Linked DNA regions of Sus scrofa: region 2 is linked to region 1. A link is a contact called in public promoter capture Hi-C data. All regions are on one chromosome and are shown on one strand. The core of a region is the stretch at or near the end of the contact, and the rest is flanking DNA. Distances in the headings are between cores, read along the strand shown. Region 1 holds the start of AP2M1 (adaptor related protein complex 2 mu 1 subunit). Region 2 holds the start of FAM131A (family with sequence similarity 131 member A).

Region 1 (6,243 bases), core at 983-3,482:
GACTCACCCGATGTCATCTCGGTAGACCCGGGAGATGAGCACCTCCCCCTTGTGATTATAGATGAATAAGCCTCCAATCATGGCGGCAGCTCAGTCCTGGCAGCCCATCGCTCTGAGAACAGACCTAGGACAGGTGGGGGCAGGGTAAGGGAAGGCCTTAGAACCCCAGCCAACGTCCCCTGTGGGGCTGTGCAGGACACTGGCTGAGCTTTTATCCTGACTCAACCCTCCAGCAAGTGACCCTGTGCCCTCCCGGGCATGCCCCTCCCCTCAGCCAGGCTCCAGTTCCTGTTTGTCCCTTACTGAAAGGGAGAAAGGGAGAGGGACTTGGGCCCAGGATTCTAAGGCCATTTTGATCCTCCTTTTTCTGGGGCAGGACCCAGAGTAGCCCCCTCCCCCTTTCACAGCGCTGAGCTCAGCAAGGCCTCTTCCTGTGCAGACTCTCACTCAGGCTCTGGCCGGTGAGTCACTGTGAAGGCCTGCAGGCGGCTGGAGGAATGGCGGTAGGAATTACTCCCATAGGTTCAGGCCTGAGGCCCCTGAGGCAAAGCTTTAGGAGCACCAGTCTCTCAGGCTCCACTACCCTTGAGAAGGCAGCAGGGCCTGAACCTCCAGCTCTCTAATTCACAGAAGTCTAAACATTCCAGGAAAGGGTGTGCAGGCAGTGGGGAAGAGGAGAGAAGGGAGGCCTCAGGCCCTGACATGGACCCAGGAGCATGGTTCCAGCCTCTCCCAGGCAGTCAGATAAACAGGCAAAAGAGCAGAGGAGAAAGGCCCCAGCCCTGACAGACAACACCTCAAGGGCCCAAGCTACTTATTAGTTATTTCTGACCACCTCTCTTTAAAAAAGGGAGGCTCCCTCTCAATTCCCAAGTGTAATCAAAATACAGGTGTGTGTGGCGGGCAGCGGGTGTGTGTATGCAATTCATAAAATCAAGAGATCCTTCCAGCTGAAATTCTGTGATTCCAGACCCACAACATAATTCAGCTGAGTGCTTATGAACAAGGGGCAGAATACCTGAATTACTCAAATTATTTGGGTCAGACTAATTCAGACTTTTCAAAGAGAAAAAAGGTTAATTTAGTTCTAGATTTCTGGGATTAGCCCTGGTGTTAGTTTCACAGGGAGCAGTTTGGCAGACTTTTCTAAACTGAAAAATAAAGCCTATTGTCAAGGCGGCCAAGGTCTCCCAGACTGAGTGAAAGGTCTCTCAAGGTGGTGGACACATCCCACTCCTCAACCCCAAAGAGACTGGGAGAGGAAGCGCAAAATGGAGGTATAGCCCTATGCAAAGAACCAAGTTCACAGGTATCAAGTGGTAGGGAGCTCAGGGCATCAGAGAAGCAGAGATGGGGCCCAGGACAGGAGTGGAATATCTAAAGGATATACCAGCAGCAACAGTCAGGCAGTATAATCAGGTGAGCCCACAGCAGCAACAGGGCTGGTGGGGGCACCTGGAAGAAAGAGTTTACAGTATGGCAAAGGTCAAGGCTTTGAAGAGGAAAGACGGCAGGGAGAGAATGAGAATGGCGAATCAGGGAAAGCTGGGGAGAGGTAGCTTGCTTTGGGATGCAAGTATAGAGGCATGTGGGGGTGCTGGGCTATTCGCCTTGGGGAAGAGGACATCGCAAGAAAAGCTGGTTCCACGGGGCGCGGGGGGCTGTCACTCAACTGCGAGGAGGGGGTGCCACAGGGTGGGCTAGCTTGTCACGGTCCAAAGAGGCGACACAAGTGCGTGTCACTTTCCAAAGGATGGGGGAATTGTTCCCTGCGCGAAAAGGAGAAGGCGCAGAGGGGTAGGGGGTTGTCAAGATCCTAGGGAGGGGGGCGCCGCGCGGCGTCCCACCTCTGGGAGGATTCCAGTAGGTCTCCCTCTCAGGGAAGGCTACGGGCGGGTCAGGTGAAGGGCACCGCTCCGTGCCCGTCCTGCAGCCGCGCCCGGGGCGCCCCCGCCCCACCGTCAGCTCCCTTCCCGATATGAAGGCTGGGGCCACTCCCGGGTGTGGGCAGCTTTCGGCGTAGCGCAGTGCAGGGAAGGGCAAAGCTGGGCAGTCGAGTAGCCGTCCTCCCTCACCCGGTTACGACTAAATCCCGAGCTCACCTGGTGTCCGAGGCCGCCTGCTCTGCCGGGCCGGCCACTCTCCGGATCCCAAGATGTCCGCCCGCCCCCTGCTCGCCTGCCCGCTGCCTCGGCTTTCACTGCAGTATCTCGGCCCCGCCCCGGCCTCAGCTGCGCGTGCGCGTCCGCCGTCGGCGCAGACTACAAATCCCGTCAGGCTCCTTGGCCTTCTCGCTTACACCTTTATGCGCCCTAGGATTAGCAAAACTACAACTACCGACGGCCTTTGAGAGCCTTCGAAGGAGGATTAGCGTTCCTTGGAGGAACGGTAGGAGTAGATTTATCCAGCCCTACCCGAAATACACAGTCTAGAATAAGCTGCTACACTTACTTCATTTTCCCCATTGAGCATTATGGGAATTGTAGTCTTTGCAATCCCTCCTGTTCCTATTTCTGTGCTACTGAGAGCCCGAAGGATTAGTGCTGTTTGTTGAAGCCCATCTATTAATCCTTGGATTGCCGTAGGCTTTTCAGTCTCCAGTGTCTGGATTTTTTTTTTTTTTTTTTTGTCTTTTTCCAGGGCCGCACTCGCAGCGTATGGAGGTTCCCAGGCTAGGGGTCTAATCAGAGCTACAGCTGCCGGCCTACCCCACAGCCACAGCAACGCCAGATCCGAGCCACGTCTGCGACCTACACCACAGTTCACCGCAATGCTGGATCCTTAACCCACTGCGCCAGGCCAGGGATCGAACCCGCAACCTCACGGTTCCTACTTGGATTCGTTAACCACTGATCCAGGACGGGAACTCCTGGTTGTCTTCTCTTTACACACAAATACATGACTTTGGCAGTAGAAGTATTTGTGCTGAGTTTACTGCTTTGTAATATCACCTCTGATTTTCCCACCTTTTTTGGCAATATATATTGGTTACAGACATGAGCCTTTTCCCAGGGATCAAGACCCAAAGTAGTAGGAGGCAAATATTTGAAAGAAACTAGTTAAAGCTTTATGAAAATATGTCATATTCTACCTCAGTTATACCTATGTGACTGTGAGCTCAAGACCAGGAAATGTATGCCTTCTAGTGACAGGCATATATGTTGTTCAGAAAACCATTGGTGACTTGAATTTAATTGGACGTGGGATTTGAAATCCCTTCTCTGATGAACAGAGTTAATCTTCACATGCAAGCTGAGGAGACAGGGCCAACCCTGGCATTTATGGGACCTGAAGAAAATCAGCTGGCTCTTCTCTTTCTGTAGAGAGAGATACCCTGCTGCCTTCCATAGGCAGGGCTGAGCCCATCATGAGAGGAAGGAAGGGCAAGAAAAGGCAAACCAGTTGCAAACCTTACTGTTCCTAGTATCCTCTTGGTAGAAGCCAGAATATGGTAGGATGAAGATCTGGCTTCTCTCAAATCGGGGTCACAGACTGAAGCCATTAAGTGACTGAATACTGTAATTCTTGAACCATCACTCAAGGTTTCACTTCTACCTTTCCAAAAGCTTTGTCCTCAATACATACCCTAAAGTCTTATCAATTTAGAGTAAATAATAATGATGATGATAATAATAACAATAGCTACCATTTATTGAGCACCTATTCTACTGTGTGCCAGGCACTGTGCTAGGCACTTTTCGTACAATATCTAATTAAATCCTCACAACAACCCTGTGAGGTAGGTATTATTATTGTCACTTTACATATGAGGAAACTGAGGCTCAGAGAGATTAAATAACTCTCCTATCACGCAACCAAAAAGTAGTAGAGTTGGGATTCAAACCCAGAATAACCTGACTCCAAATCCCATGCTCCTGTGAACTAGAATAGAGGCAGAGGGGAGAGGAAGGGACAAATTCAAGAAAGATTGCTGGAGAGGAATGGATATGATATACTGACTAGTAAGGTATGGGAAGGAATTTAAGCCCATAAATATTTCTAGCTGGTGAGCCTATGTAGAGTGTGATGAAGGTAACCAGGATTGGAATTCAGGAGGAACACACTTGGGTGGGGGAGAGGGATGAATTGGATCCTTATGGCCATGACCATGGAGAGGTCCAGTAGGTGATAAAAATACAGATCTAAAAATAGAGGGAATTTAGAGATGGAGATATATATTTGGGAAACACCAGCATATCACTGGCAGTTGAGGACATCAGGATGGATGACACCATTTTGGGAGTGAGGAAAGAGAAGTGGATCAAAGATAGAATACAAGGACCCTGAAGGTGTGAGCAGTGGTGGAGGAATCCTCAAGAGTTGGAAACAGAAGAATTGGAGGAGGAAGAGTACAAGAGGCAGCCCTATGGGGTGGCTAAGGAAAACATAGTCTGGATTGGGAGCAAACCTAGAGCTCCCAGGAGGAAGGCAAAACTGAGTCACACTTCTAACACAACCCTATGCACCAAAACCCCCAGGGAATGTTTGTTAAATGAATGAATGCCCAAACACCCCTACCCTGGTTTGCCCCAAAGGCCAGAGCTTAGGACTTCATCTTACTCTTGACACCCCAATCCTAAAAATATGGAAGCCTAGGTGAGCCAGAATTTACAGAAGAGGCTTATAGAGAAAGTTGTGCTTTGCTTAAACAAAGGAATAAAGTAAAAAATAAAACTTGGCGCTCTGGAAGTCCCCCTGCCCAACCTTGCTCTGGGTCATCATGGTAACTGTGAAAACAGGGAAGGGTGTGTGGGGTAGAAAGCAGGGTGAGAACAGCTTGTCATTTGCCTGGGGAGTCCTCTGCTGAGCCCAACCTGAGATTCAGCTTGGGCTATTTATCCAGATAGGAAGATGATGGGGACATGTGTGGGAGGTTTGAGGGCTGTGGGGGGAAAGGAGAGGGAAGTCTGGGGACCAGCCCCACAACCTAGGAGGACTAGGAGAGGGTCCAGCCCTCCGGACAGGGACCAGCCCTGAGGCTTAAGAGAAGTTGCATAGGCACGTAGTAGGGGGGGGGGGGCCTACAAGGGAGAGGGAAAGGGAGAGGGAGAGAGAGAAGCAAAGAAAGAAGGAAAGAAAGAAACTCTGGAGAAAGGGGAACAGAGTCTCTTATACATAGGTGAGAGGCTGGGGTGCTCCTCAGAAGCTAGTGACTCAACATGTTGAAGTGTAGGTGTGGGGGCTGAATATCCTTGGGAAGCCCTGAGGGGCTGCTGAAGCAGGGTTCCTGGTCTCCTCGGAGGCTGGGCCTCCCCTCGCTGGGGGCTCACAGAAAGTCAAACAGCCCGAAATTCTTGGCTGCTCCAGGCCCAGGAAAAATTGAGGGAGGAAAAAAGAAAGAAAAGAAATGTTTCAGGCCCAGAGGTGAGATGAGTGTGCTGGTTAGTAGGGTTAGGGGTCTGAAGGAAGCAGGGCACAGGGCAAGCATGGGGCAAGGGTAGGTCTGGACATACAGCAGAGATGCTCCCTGGAATCCACGAGCAGCTCAGGCAACTGAAGGAAGGGCCCACTGGGCTTCTGCTAAGGTCAAGCGCAGGCAGGGATAGCATAGATGGTTATTGGAGGTGACTACAGCTCTAGGGTGCAGGGCTGAGGCAGCAGGTGGGGGGGAACAATTAGAAGGAAGGGTAGATGAAGCAAATCTCTTTTTGGTGTCAGTATTAAGGGGAAAAATCAAGAGACTGGCACACATGCTTGAGGGAATGGGGTTAACAGACGGGATGATACATATGAATGAATAGTGAAAAGGAATGAGGGGTATGCTGGCTCTCAAGGGCACTGTTGGGGTCAACTTCTGAAGTGTTGGGGGTGGGGGAAAGGAGCAGCACCAGCAAGTTGGGTCCCAGGGACTTGAAGGATCCTGGGGAAGTCTTGTACAGCGGTTAGTGGGCGGAGGGACAAGCTGGGGCGGCGGCAGGTTAGGGGTTGCAGTTGCGATCAGTGGGTGCACCTCGCCCTCGCTGCACCCAGCGAGCAGTTAGCGCGCCTGGATTTAGTTCCGTTTATTTCCCTTTCAGGTACCAGACAAAGTAAAAAAGACGGACTGAGAGAGGGATGCAGGCGGCCCGGGCAGGATGGGATGGAAATGGGGGAGGGGCCCTCTCACATCACATCCACAAAGAACTCACTGGGGTTTCCCATGGCCATGCGGAAGGACTGTCTGCTGGCGGTCAGTTCAGGGGGCACGGAGGCCAGGTCGCGGCCCGGAGGGGCTCCCGGGGGCCCCATGGCCGCAGGCGGTGG
Region 2 (6,243 bases), core at 2,101-4,600, 130 kb before region 1:
TTAGGGACCACATGTGCCTTTGGGTGGAAGAAAGGGCATGGGACTCATCTGAAAAAGGGAGTGAAAGGGTGATCCCAGCAAGAGCTCACAGGAAACAGTCCCCAAGGGCATGTGCAAAAGAGAGAGGAAAGGAGCAAATGGCCAGAGGCATGGGAGGGCATGCCTACCATGCAGGGAGGATCTGGCCAGCGCAGCAATCTCCTGGATAGTTAGGGCTCTCCGGGACTTGGGCAGCATCGCGACTGTGTCTCCAACATTCACCTTGGGGGACAGCAGCAGAGGGTAAGTGCCCCCCGCATGCCCACACTCCACCCAAGGCATCAAGGGGATATGGGAGCTGGGAAGAGATGCTAGGGCAGCACTTATGTCCCAGTGGCTGCTGGGACATGTAAGAGAGTAAGAAGCCAGGATCAGCAAACTGTGTCCTCCCAGGAAGCAACAGAGACTCCGGCAGGCCCCAAGGAGCAGAGCTGCTGCTAACCCGCCACGTCTCAGCTTGCAGAGGGGAAGGCAGCAGGCTGGAAGTAAATGGAGTAGGGCCTTGGAGGAGAAGAGGAAGAGAGAAGGGAATGGCATCGGACACTTCCTCCAGGTCCTCTCCCCCTTGTCCCTCTCCCTCCTCTCAGTTTTCAGAACCCCATTCTAGCTATTTCTAGAGCCTACTAGGGCCACCAACTGAGCATGACAAAAACCAAGCCCAACACCTTCTCCCCACATCTGGCCCTGCTTCCAGACTTCCTTACTTCGCATCACCCTGCCACTCTCCCATTCAGCCTGGCTCCAAACCTCAGCATTGCCATCAGTTCTCCCCTAAGCCTTGCTGACCTGCACCTGTTGTGAAGACCTACTGATTCCACCTCCCAAGTGCCTTTTATACTACCCTCCCTGCTTCTACTCCCGCCGCCACTGCTCTTCCTCAAGAGCAAGCCCTCAGTGCCCTTTACCCAGATTAGTGCAAGTGGTTGTCCCCCAGGCTCCAATTCCGTGCTGTTTTCTCAGCCCAGAATGTTGGGTAAGTGTTCCCCTCCCCTCTTCCCATGATCATCTGGCTCTTTCTCATCTTTTGGGTTTTGGCTGAAATAACACTCCCTCAGAGAACCCTCCTGGCCAGCCTACCAGTTGTCCATTCTTCTTCTGTGGTCTGTAACAAGTCACCATCCTCTATCAGCGTACCCTCTCTGTGTCATTATGGTCTATTTTGTGTGTTTCCTTACTTCTTGTTGGTCTTTTAACTCTTTCAGGAATTCAGTCTCTTTTGGTCACTGTTGCAGCCTTGTGTTTAACACAGTGATGGTAGAGTGGTCTCTCAAAATACATAGGCTGAATGAACGAGGCAGAGTATAAATGTAAAAAAATAATTTCCCTGGAGTGCAACTGGTAACAACACGTCCCTATTTAGGATCTTTTCTGGGTTCCTCCAATGCCCAATAAGCTGCAAGCTTCACAGTCAGGCACTGAAGGAACCCACTCGGTGAGGCCTCGGCCTCTCCAGGCCTGCTTGGAATTCACCACTGACCTCCTCTGCCCAATAAAAGCCCACCTCTCCACCTCCCCTGTCAACAAGCAGCCCCCAACCTCCACCCGCCTCCAGGCAAAGGAACTCAGCTTTCTCCTAGGCTAAGAATACTGTCCTTGCCTAACAAAACACCCCTACCTTTTAAGGCTTCAGTCCACAGTTTCTCTGTCTTGGATACCTGCAACCCCACCCCAGCAGTGCCCTTGAATCTCTCCTGCGGGATCTTGGGATGGCAAGGCTTGGTTCACCTTGGTTCCTACCTCCACCCAGCAGCTGCCTCAGTGCTCCTTGGCAGTCCAGGCAAACATTTTCCTCAATGAATGAACGAAATCAGGACACGCCCCTTCCCCAGCACTGCCTAGGCTCTCCCATATCACCTTCCCACCCTCAGAAAAGGGACTCCACCTGCCCCTCGACCTCAGGCCCACCCACTGTCCCTCCCCTTCAGTACCTGGCTGACAGGGCCCCCAGGGTGGCGCAGGCAGCTTCTGGCCAGGCCTGGGAGGAGGAGCACCTGCTGGGTGTTTCCTAGCTTGCTCTCCCTCCCTCCCATCACTTCCCCCAGCCACTGCCATCCTTGCCTGCGCTCTGCGCAGCTGCGTCCCAGGCCCAGAGAAAAGGTGTATGTCTCCCTGGCAACCCATCACCATGCAACAGGGTCTCCTGGGATACGGCCTGGGATGCGCTGACGTCAGGGCCCAAGGCGCAAGCAAGCCCGCCGACTGGCACGAAGCCGAGCGGAGCAGACCGGTGCGGGGGCGGCATTGCCCCCCCCACCCCCCGCCAAAGCCGGATAGCGCCTCCGCTAGCAGGAAAAGGGAGCCAGAAGCAGGCTGGGGAAGCGGAGGTGGGGCACACAAATCCCCTTCACGTGGATGCGGGTCCCCGTCCCCCTCCCAACACAGGGGCCCAGCACCTCCGGCAAGTCCTGGCTGTCCACGGAAGAAGGGCGAGAGGACCGGCTCCAGCCTCGGAGGGTCCGAGCAGATCCCAAGGAAGATAGAGAGAGGCCCCGAGGAAGTTCGATCCACTCCACAGCCCAAGCCGGGTCCGAGGCCACTGAGGGTTGGGGAAAAGACTTTTCAGCTGGGCTCCCACTTCTGCCAAGGTCCCCATTTTCATCAGATGTTGCCATATCATTTCTCCTCACCGCTTCCCCCACCTCCCAGATATAAGGACCCACCTGGTGCTCACCACAAGTCTGAAAGCCCCTATCCCACAGCCTTGCCCTGACCTTCAAGCCTCTGGGGCCATTTTATGGCAGCCACTCCCCACTGTCCTCCTCAAGATATGTTCTGCCACCAAAACCCTAGGTATGAAACCTAAACTTTGACAAATTCTGAATTTTCTTGGGTTTCTCAGCCCCTCCTGGAAAGCATACCACATTCTTCCACTACCACCGTCGCCTCCTCCCCACAGTCACCTTGGGAGCTTTGCAGCCTTGCTTTGGTTCTTTTCCTCTCACCAGCCTCAGTTTGCATGAGCTCTTTACTCTTCTTTTCTGATAAACCAGTGATTTTTTTTTTTTGACCTTTGCCCCAGTCCCCTAAGGCTTTTTCCAGATGCCTTGTCCAGCCCCAGCCTCATTGTTCCTGTTTAGCCTGGTTCCCAATATCTCAACCAGAGTAATTTTCCTCTTGCCACCTGAGCACCCTACTCCTCAGCTTCCCATCACCTCCCAAATCATATCTATGTCTCCAGTCTCACCTCTGCGACTTGTCTGACAAGTCCATCGTCCTCCAGGCCCTTCACGCTGCCACAGAAACATTTTGCCCAGCACAGAAATCATAGGCATGCTGGCTGTGTTGATGCAGAGAACCAAAAGCCCAGAACAGCTCCAGGCTCAGCTCCCAGTTCTATTCCTATTTTGGCTCCGGATGCTGAGCCAGTCCCCTCCCCACTTGGAACCTGTGCCTAGTCACATAAGGAGAACACTTCTGCCTCATGGCTTTGAGGAGGTGGGAGTGCTGGGGCCCAGCCGAGCTCTCTGGAGCTCAGGGAGCTGAGAGAGGAGACCCATCCCTTAGACAATGCCAACAGGCAATGTACATCACAACTGACCTTTAGCTGGAGCAGCCGTCTCTGTCCCTGAGCTTCAGCCAGCTGGTGGTCCCCAGAAATGCTACCAACCAGAAGGAAGACACAAAGTTACAGGCCATCCCTGGCCCCTAGCTGGTACCTAATCAGGGCTCTCAAGGCCAGTCATGAGGCCAGCGAAGCTCTCCTGACTACAGGAGAGAATGACTTCCTGAACTCCAAGCCTTAGCAGGACCAGAAGGATCAGAGCAGCCTGCTGCTTCTCAGCTTCAAAAGTCAGGAGATTAATTTAGGACTACAAATCCCAGAATTCCTCATGGGAACTCAAGTACAGCGTAAATCTCAGGAGTTCCCACCCGCACAGTGGGTTAAGAATCTGACTGCAGCGGCTTGGGTTGCTGTGGACACATGGGTTCGATCCCCAGCCCAGTGGGTTAAAGTATGCAGCTTTGCTGCACCTGCAGGGTAGGTTGCAGATGCAGCTTGGATTCAACCTCTGGCCCAGGAACTTCCATGTGCAGCTGGTCCGACCATAAAAACCTTTTTTTTTTTAAAAAAAAAAAAGAACAAATCTCAGCTAATGTCTCAGGGCCAAAGAACCTCAAGTAACAACCATACCAAGGCCTGTGTGACTGACCACCTGCCCTGAAAGCCCAGGACCCATTCCAAACCCAGCCCTAATCATCACAAGTTCCTGCCTGGCCTTGAACTTGGGGAAATCCACGACACTAGAGTAAAGCAGGCTGGCCCACCTCAGACACACAGAATTAAGGCCAGGCAGGCCCCTGTGTGCACCACCATTCATGGGAACCAAGGTCCAAGCAGGGATTAGCAGTTGTGGGAAGGATGCCCTGATGGCCTCTCTCTGGGCTCCTATTTCCCTCCATAGGGTATGGTGATGTTTTTTGGTGAGAGTAGGGTAAAGAACTAAAACAGTTTTAAGAAGTGAGAGGTGATCAGGTGCTCACAGGTGCCCCCAGTGGGGCTGCGGTCGCCTTCATCAACCGGCAGACTCTGAAGGAGGTAATGAAGCCAAAAACTCCGTGGAAGGATGCTTGGCCAGCATTTGCAAGCTACCTCCTGAAGGGGGCTGGGACACTGCTAAGGCAGGTTCCCAGCATAGGGCCACTCCCAGGACTGAGAGAAGAGGTGTAGGCAGAGGGGGGTGACTGTGAGTGGGCGTGCAAGGGCAGTAGCCACGGGCTGAAGAAGGTTAACCAGCCCCTCCCTTAAGCTGTGCGCCTCCTGCCACCCTCAGCAGTGGGAATGCAGACAGAAAGACCACAAGTCCACCCTGCAAAGCCCAGAGGCAAGAAGGCCTTTGGAGCGAGCCCGACTCAGTTTAGCCCCCTCCCCGCTCGGGCCGCTCCCTCCTCTTGCCGGCCCGCCTCCCCAGTGCAGGCTCCTCCCTCTCCCAACACCGGCCCCCTCCTCAGGCCCCCCCTCCCCAACGGCCCGCACCCTCCGCCCCCAGCCGCAGCCAGGCTCCCCAACACCGGCCTCTGCCTCTTACCCTGACCCGCCGGGCTCCGAGAGCCAATACAGCCCATGGCCGGGGTACCTAGGCACGCTAGCCCGCACTCGGGGCCCGGGCCATCGCCTTGCAGAGGGTCGGGCCGCGGTCGCCGCACCGGGGAGGGGAAGAGTCGGTGAGAGGGGAGGGGGTGGGAGCCGCTCGTCCGCCAACGCTCCCGGGAGAGGGAACCGGGCCAGTGACGTAAGTGTGGGGGCGTGGCCTTCACGTCACTACCCAAAGAAGGCGGGGCGGAGCCTACGTCACAGCCACGCAGAGGCTGCCTGGGGCAGAGTCCCTCAGCAAAAAAAAAAAACGCTCGTCTGCTGCTTCCAGACCCAAAGGCAGGGGAAGGTGGAGACCGGCAGGTTTGGATAGACTCACAGAATCCAGGCTGCCAGTCAAACTGCATGGGGTCAGAAGCCGTCGGTGCATCCAGGCCCCTCATTTTATAGATGAGACCTCAAAGCCAGAGGGCTTCGGCTATAAACACCTCCAAAACCAAGGCTTCCTCCACACACTGGGGTCTGCATCACATTTTGATAGGAGACCAAGACCAGGAAGTGTGTTCTGTCTAGTACTTCACACCTGTGTTCCCCTTCTCCCCTCAGCAAGGAACCCCCACCACGTCCACTTTGATTTCCTAGCCCTTGCAATCATGGACAGGGGAAGAGGCAAGAGGGGGTGCCAAGTTTCAGGGAACAGTGCTACGGTGCCAGCTCTGGAAAGGAGGCTGCCCACCTATCCAGACCCCTTCTCCAGAGGGAGCAGGCCATAAAGCAGAGAGGCAGTGAGTTAATTGAATTCATGTTTAATAATTACAGGCACCGTGCCCCCCCTTCCCCCTGCCCAGGCAGCAGCAGGGGTGGTGCAGGGGCTGGGGCATTATGCCCCCAGCAGCGAGGACGGCAGTCCCAAGAGTGATTTTCAGAAAATAAAAAAGGACCCCAGGGGCAGGCGGTGGTGCCCCCCCCAAGACACACCAAATTTCAAGACTTTATATATAATATATCTCTGTGCCCCAGGGGGAGGAGAGGGACACCTGGCAGCATCCTGGAGGGGGGCCCCAGGCAGCCCCAAGCCATCCTGCCTCTTCAGCCACTTTATTAGCTCAAGACACATCGCACTACAGGCACCCACTGCCGCCGCCACTGCTGCCGCCGCCCCCCCTTGCAGT

Evidence for each region. Promoter capture Hi-C pulls out the DNA fragments that hold promoters and counts their contacts.
Region 2: a promoter capture Hi-C map of fetal liver shows a contact between it and region 1, with 2.5 times the contacts expected there. The contact joins the promoter of FAM131A here to the promoter of AP2M1 in region 1. A contact is called at or near these places in 2 of 5 promoter capture datasets (fetal liver and liver), 1 of 47 Hi-C or Micro-C datasets (epiblast stem cells) and 1 of 2 datasets of contacts at active chromatin or transcription factors (alveolar macrophages).

The regions. Positions count from the first base shown.
Region 1 is chr13:122,090,364-122,096,606 of Sscrofa11.1, reverse strand. It overlaps AP2M1 (adaptor related protein complex 2 mu 1 subunit), which reads right to left and starts at 2,232. Exons shown (of 12, transcript NM_001243644.1): 1 at 2,103-2,232; 2 at 8-124. The coding sequence starts at 81. It overlaps DVL3 (segment polarity protein dishevelled homolog DVL-3), which reads right to left. Exons shown (of 16, transcript XM_021069945.1): 15 at 6,129-6,243; 16 at 3,632-5,298. The coding sequence ends at 5,267.
Region 2 is chr13:122,224,982-122,231,224 of Sscrofa11.1, reverse strand. FAM131A (family with sequence similarity 131 member A) reads right to left here and starts at 3,350. Exons shown (of 6, transcript NM_001243359.1): 1 at 3,224-3,350; 2 at 2,433-2,575; 3 at 168-261. The coding sequence starts at 3,311. EIF4G1 (eukaryotic translation initiation factor 4 gamma 1) reads right to left here. Exons shown (of 31, transcript NM_001246253.1): 31 at 5,854-6,243.